Regions from separate parts of the Hordeum vulgare genome. Here region 2 is linked to region 1. Evidence: chromatin contacts called from public Hi-C data. All regions are on one chromosome and are shown on one strand. The core of a region is the stretch at or near the end of the contact, and the rest is flanking DNA. Distances in the headings are between cores, read along the strand shown.

Region 1 (3,739 bases), core at 899-3,398:
CAAACGCACTACACAAAAGGAATTACATCATGTGGATCAAAGCGAAGATACGATGATCATTGTATTGAAGATCAAAGAGAGAGATTGCCATCTAAGTAGTGGCTATGGACCCGTAGATCTGTGGTGAACTACTCACACATCATTGTGAGAGCAACAAGGTTGTTGAAGAGGCCCTCCGTGATCGATCTCTCCTCCGGCAGGGTGCTGAAACGGAGCTCCAGATGGTCTCCCGTCAGAACAGAGACTTGCGGCGGCGTAGGCTCCTTCTGATGTTTTTTAGGGTATACGAGAATTTATAAGCCAGACAACGTAGTCGGGAGGGCCACGAGGGAGATACAAGCCATCAGGGCGGCCCCTAGGCCGCGCCCTGTTGGCTTGTGGGCCCCTCATGCGTCCTCCAGCCTTCTTCCGATACTCCCCGGTCTTCTTTTGGTGTGGAAAAACTCACTAAAAAGTTTCAGGCCAATTGGGCTTCGTTTGGTATTGAAAACCAGAAAAATGAAGAACATGTAGAAAACAACAACTAGCACTGGGCACTGGGTCAATAGTTTAGTGCTTAAAAATAATATAAATTGATAAATAAATACCCAAAAATATTCTAAAATGATAATATATTAGCATGGAACAATAAAAATTTATATATACGTTAGAGACGTATCACGGATCCTGTTAGTTTGCTGCACCCCTAGGCATCCTTGCTCGCAAGAGTGGTCCACTTTTGTAACATTGTTCTATCTAGCTCATAATCCATCAAAAGCAGGAGTAAGAGCATCTACATCCGGAACCCTCAAACGCCCGAGCAGGTCGCCCAGTCACTGACTCATCACAAAAAATCGATCGAGCCGGACCCCTCAAACGACCTCAAACGTCCGGCTCATCGGCACCCCTCATATCCAGTCCAAACATGGGGCGGATATGGGGGAGCCTCGACGCGCTCGGGCATGCCCGTCACGTTGGCCTGACAGCGTGGCCCCACGCGGACTCGCCCGGAAACACGACCGTTCGACGGACGCCTCCGCTGTCGATGCTGTGTGAACGCCTCGTGGGTCCGTTCCGGCTCCCCGTCCTTATCCATAGCCAGCTAAGTCGACTGGTGTCCCCCGAGCCCTAGCATACCCTCTCCTTCCTTCCGTCGCCGCCACCCAAGCCGCCAGCCATGCCCCCACGCCACCGCCACTACATGACCCAACATCGTCTCTTGCTCCTTGAGCAGGTCCGGATCCGGAGGGCCGCGTGGCTACCTCTGGATTCAGAGGAGGATTTCAAGGAGGCCAAGGAGGTGAAGGAGGAAGAGGAGGAGAAGGTGGGGTGGAAGAGAATGAGGAGTAGGAGCTGACCGATGAGACATCGTCGCTAGGTGTGGGAGAGGACTAGCAGGAGCCGACGTAGGAGGCGCCACCTGGATGTGGGGAAGGAGGAGACGCGGGCGATGAAGGACGTGGATCTGTGGCCGGAGCAAGTGACCATCCTGAACTCAATCCATTCGGAGTCGGCTGCAGAGGCCAGGCGTCTCCGTCGACAGCAGATAGAGGCGACGCGGGCTACGCAGCCGGCTCAGGCTCTCACCGACGATGACGAAGAGTAGCATAGTATGTCTAGCACGTAGGCTATTCATTTTGTATGCTTTTGTATGTGTATATAAGATACTCCCTTCGTTCCTAAATATAAGTCTTTTAAGAGATTTCACTAAGTGACTACATACGGAGCAAAATGAGTTAATCTATACTCTAAAGTATGTCTATATATATCCGTATGTAGTTTTCTACTAAAAACTCTAAAAAGACTTATATTTAGGAACGGAGGGAGTAAAATATAAGAGAGTTGGGTGTACATGAATAGATTTAGCGGACGTCCAGACACTTATGCGAACATTTAAAGGGCGGATTTACAAGTTGTAGCTGTAGATGATTTAATGTTTTAAGCATCCGTGCGGATCGTACCTGAGCAAATCCTTGTGTCCTGACTGAGTTGGTAGCTGTTCTTTCTTCTTTGTGTGTTTGCGACGCTCGGACGTTTAGAAAATGCGGTCACTGCATTGGAGTTGGCCTTATCCCGCGAATCCTCACGGCGGTTTCTCAGATGAGTGCCGCACTGCCGCTTTCCCTCCCCGCGTCTCTCCTGCGTTGTGTTGCGGTGGACAAGGACGGACCCCACGGCGGGAGGCGACGAGAGCACCGCCGCCACAGAAAGCAGCACGCGGCCGGGCCACCACACACGCAGACACAGATCTCTGCCCCCGACGGCCCGAGCGCCGTCCTCCGCCACAACTTCGCCATGAGCGCGCGCTAGCCCCGCCCTTCTTATCCCCGCTCCCCGGCCACCTATGGCCGCTGCTGCCGCTCTCCTCCCATGGCACTCCTCGCGCTCCGCCTCGGCCACAGCAGCCTCCTCCCCGCCCCGCCGCTCCGCCACCGACGCCACCGCCACCGCCTCGTCGTCTCCTGCAGCGCCGTGAGGGACGGGGGCGCGGCGGTGGTCTGGTTCAAGCATGACCTCCGCGTCGACGACCACCCGGGCCTCGTCGCCGCCTGCGCCGAGCCCCGCCGCCCCGTCGTGCCGCTCTACGTCTTCGACAGCCGCATCCTCGCCGGTGAGTTGCTGCTCGGTTCTAGCGTCGAGGTGCGACGTTCGGCCTGGGGTTGAGGAATGGGGATCGGTAGTTGCACGGGGCGTGTTCGGTACAATGCCTCACCGTAGGGATTCTCGGCCGTGTTCGCACGCCTCAAGTGCTTGGATCGTTGTGCTCCAGCAACGTTGATGCGAAAGCTAGTGTGCCTTCGATGCTTGGTTTGGTGGTTCTGTAGATATGCAAAGCAAACTAACGCCAAATCACACCGAGCAAGGCGTCCGTTGTAAAATTGAGCTGTCAGATGTTGGCCTCATTACCATTAGCCTGCTGGCTTAAAACACAGTTTGCCATTTGCCATAGACACTATTAAATACTCCCTCCCTCCGTCCCAAAATAAATGTCATTCACTTAGTACAAAATTTATACTATTTAGTTATAAATTTGCGACACTTATTTTGGGACAGAGGGAGTAGAAACCAGTTCTTCATACCACATCGCAATTGGTGCTTCTCAGGATAGTGTGACTCCATCTGAATCCCCACATGTATGTAGGTTACCGTTGCCAAATTGTGTACCACACCTGCCTGTCAGACCAGTAAGGCCCGAAGAATGAGACTTGGGTGCTGTAAACTAAGTCACTGACACTGTCTCTGCTTCTGTAATGCTAGAATCATATACCTCTTAATGAACATGCGTAAGCCAACCCTGACTCGTCTAAACATGGTTCAACAGAAATCATTAAATGACATTTGACAAATCACATCTAATGGATTTTAGCAGGCAGTTTTACTCCTGGCTTAGTTTCAAAAACATTTAGACAGTTAGTATCAACTCTTTAATCCTTTGCAGGTTATTCAGACACGAGGCTGGAACTGCTACTCTTTGCTTTGAAAGACCTTAAGTTGGCGTTGAAGTCTCAACGGTCTGATCTGCTCATAGGCTTGGGAAATGCTGAAGATGCTGTTTTGAAACTCGCAAATGAGGTCGCTATGCAAGGTTCATGTTGAGAATTGAGGTTTAAGAGTATATGCATACCTTCCTAACATATCCGGATCTCCTGATTGCATGCATTGGTGGAGTATAACAGGTACAAGCGGGTGTCATTTATACAGAAGAGGAAGTTGAACACAGTGTGTGCAGTGTTTTAGCCAATGTTGAATCTTCTTTGTC
Region 2 (3,739 bases), core at 494-2,993, 310 kb after region 1:
AATTCTGATCCGAGTTGGCCAAGAAGTCAATATACATCCAAGGAGCAACGTCTCCGGATGTATCTCCAGAAACAACTTGGGTTAGGAGATGCCACACGCACACTCGCTCATACTGCTCCACTGTCTCCAGGTTGGCATCGGTCGAATCCCGCCATATTGCCCTCGAGCCAGGCGAATGGGACACCGTTTGTCCTATTGCCTTCCCTATAGAGAAAGAGAGGTAGAGCAGTCACCAATGAGAGCGGTAACCCTCTGACACCAGTTCTTGTTGTCCACTCGTCCGGTGAGAGCCTGGCGGTCGATGTGAAGTCTTGTGATCATGGCAAAGTCCTCGAGCGTCATAGTCATCTCGCCACAAGGGAGATGAAAAATGTGTGTGTCCTACCGCCAACGATCAAGCAATGCCGTGAGAGCTGCATGGTTCATCACCGGTGACACGCGTTTGAACTGAAGGACAAACGGTAGGAGGCCAGCACGCTCGAAGAAGGGCTCATAGCGCACGCCATATGTCATCTGGGTACCCTTCGTGTGACTCCTCATTCGCATGACCGTAAGTGTCCGTCAAAATTGAACAAATATGTTAGAACCTTACTTTATATAAGAAACATTTACATGAAAATTATTATGGCTTCACTTGTTACCTCTCCACGCTCGAGAGCACGAATATGATGGTTCTTGTCGAAAGCCATGTCAAGTCCCGTATACACACGTCCATTGTGCTCATGCTCGGCTATCCTAACATAACAAATAGTTTTATTATATGACTCAACATCATCTACACATACAAATTTAGCTAAACTATAGAAAAAATAAACTAAACACCCAACATCATAAAAATGTTGCAATTTGGCAATGCATCTATCTTCAGAGTACAAATTTGCATTCATAAACATTCTCACGAATAAACATTCTGACAACTTCGAACGTGAGCAAGATAAACATAATCATCCTAACACTTGCATATATTTATCCGGTCGTTTATGATGGATTTCCATAAATTCCAATACTAAAGATTATGCATTTAACATCCATATGAATTCATCATTCACTCACATAGAACAGTAATACTTGACTATGCCATACAAATTATTCATCCAAGATTAATAGTACTTCCATCATATCCATACATTGATCTCATATATTCATCAAGACAATGATAATACTCCATCATATACTACTGAACATATTTAAACTAGAGCAAATTTAAAAAAAGAGGGAAGACTTAGATAGCACCTAGCGCCAAATAGTACGTAAAAAAATACAACAATATTGTAACAAATAGTTGGAGGGATTGTATGAGCATACCATCCTCTTCGTCTTGCTTCAAAAATCTCCTAAAATGATGGATAGGGGAGGAAGATCGACATGGGAGATCGAGAGGTGGAGAAAGGCACCGTCGCCTTTGTTTCGCGAAGAGGAGGAAGAACTGAGTTGATGGATATGTGTGGTCTTCCCATAGTCCGAAGGAGATTAACCGGACTGAATAGTGACTGTAGGCTAGCACACCCTACCATCATTGATTGTGACGATAGGAACCTAATCCACGTAGAAGGTGTCGTCAACCTTGACGGACCTTACCGTCAGCCATAGTGACCATAACCTGTGCTCCCCTACCGTCACAGCAAGGAGATCAGATCCGGAAAAAAGTTTAACATAGAGTCACATCGTGCTGAACTTGTCTAAAAGTCCGCCGCACGCGAGTCCATCCATAGTGCTAAACTTGCAGGGTCAAAACAGCGAATTTGTGCGCCGCACGCGAGTGCGAGTCCATCCATAGTGCTCGCAGGCCAGGACCACGAGTCCACCCATCCACGCACCCAGTGACGCACGCCGCGAGCGAGGCCGAAGACCGAGGAGCAGAGCCGATCCCCCCATCCATCCCCAACCTGCAGCGTTTCTCCCCACACAAATTGAGTTGAGAGTTCCCCCTTGAGATCGAACGATCGATTCCGTTTTTGTCTCGCGCTGCTTGGCGATTTTCGATCCCCCCAAAGCAGTAGCCGGCAGGTGGGCGGTTGGTGGCGGCACTGATCCATCCCCCTCCCCTCCCCTCCCCTCCTACATCAAATCCACTGGCCTGGAATGGCGGCCAATAATAGCGGCAGCGAGCCCCCCATCCCCGAGGACGACGTGAAGCACGAGCCGGAGGCCAAGGGGAAGGCGCCGGCGGCCTCGTCCACCACCACCACCACCACGATGAACCGCTCCGGCTCGCGCCCGCAGCTCGACCTCAGCGGCGCCGCCATCCACGGCACCCTCGAGGACCGCAACCCCACCATCCTGCTGCCCAACCAGTCCGACGACATCTCCCACCTCGCCCTCGACATCGGCGGTACGTCATACCTGCTCTCACACTGACCTTGCCTCCGCGCCTCTCCTGCTCGAATTCGATGTCATCCGCCAGCAGTGTCGCCGCATTAAGCGTACCGGGTGAGGTGGTTACTGTAGAGTGTGGAGGCAGTGCATGAAGAAGGACGCTAGCTTGTTTTTCACTTTTCAGTAAATAAATAGCTGAAATAAGACGGGTCGTAGTAACAGCGCATGAAAGATGAAATGCAAGCCATGGACGGGGGCTTTCCAACTCCGGATTACCGTGCTGCTCGCTCAGTACGGATCGTTGTGAAGACCGCTCTATGCGTGCTCTTGCTAATTACTCCTATTAATAGCCTGCATTTTGGCTTTTGTGTTTTTGTTCACAACATTGTTTTCTGGTCATCAGTCTGAATGAGAGCTACAAACTGTCTGTTTGGTATCTGAACTGTACGTTTTCCCTCTAGGCTCTCTTATAAAGTTGGTATACTTCTCACGGCATGCCGATCAGCCCACCGAGGATAAACGCAAGCTATCCACCAAGAGAAGGCTTGAGATATTTACTGGTGCCAGGAGGAGTTACCCGGTTCTTGGAGGGAGGCTCCACTTTGTCAAGTTTGAGACTGGGAAACTAAACGAATGTTTGGACTTCATTTCTTCCAAACAACTACACCGGGGCGGTATGCAAATATTAGCACTACTTCGTTTTAAATACAAATTGATACATTGGTATTTTGATAGAAAACAATTAAAAACTTGCACGCGATGGATTTTACATGTATTCTGTATAATTGCACTGTGTTAAGATGATAGATAGTTCTATTGTAAAACAAAGGAAAATAATACTCTCTTATATAAACATAGTGACAATATATATATATGGATAGTTATCAAAGTTATCATAACATGTGCGTACCTGCTAATAATTTTGAGGGTGACTTGTGCATATTTCTTCTTTATTTCTCAGTCCTCTGGTTTTCCTAATTGGATATGCTGACGTGTTGGTTTCATATTTCATATATTTATTCTGATGGTATGCTCAAGTTTGTGCGTTTCATGTTCTTACATTGCATTCCTTATTGTATTCTATCCATTTTGGAAGTGCACCATATGTCCAATTTGATGTATATATACGTGAGCTTAGACAAAATTCCATAATCTCGTAATTGCTCCCAGCCTCCCATCACTATGTTTCATGTGTTTTTACTGTTTCTTTTTTACTTATCTCTTTTTGTGCTCTCGCATTGAGTTGTAGTTTTATCCTGCAGGAGTTGATTCACCTTCATGGCGCTCAGGAGCTCAGCCTGATAACATTGTAATCAAGGTAACAACTAATGAGATAACATTATGAACATTTTTTGAAAATTGATTTGTAATACCTGAAAGTTACCCAGTGTTTGTTATCAGGACGATTGAACATTTTGGTTAG

The links. Hi-C and Micro-C count contacts between places; a contact is called where the count stands out from the background.
Region 2: a Hi-C map of leaf shows a contact between it and region 1, with 2.8 times the contacts expected there. The contact joins the promoter of LOC123400076 here to the promoter of LOC123400074 in region 1. A contact is called at or near these places in 3 of 6 Hi-C or Micro-C datasets (leaf and seedling) and 1 of 1 datasets of contacts at active chromatin or transcription factors (embryo).

What each region holds. Positions count from the first base shown.
Region 1 is chr5H:499,786,580-499,790,318 of MorexV3_pseudomolecules_assembly, forward strand. It overlaps LOC123400074, which reads left to right and starts at 2,149. Exons shown (of 15, transcript XM_045094472.1): 1 at 2,149-2,590; 2 at 3,419-3,552; 3 at 3,657-3,739. The coding sequence starts at 2,350.
Region 2 is chr5H:500,101,362-500,105,100 of MorexV3_pseudomolecules_assembly, forward strand. It overlaps LOC123400076 (pantothenate kinase 2), which reads left to right and starts at 1,744. Exons shown (of 22, transcript XM_045094475.1): 1 at 1,744-2,332; 2 at 2,778-2,990; 3 at 3,579-3,634. The coding sequence starts at 2,083.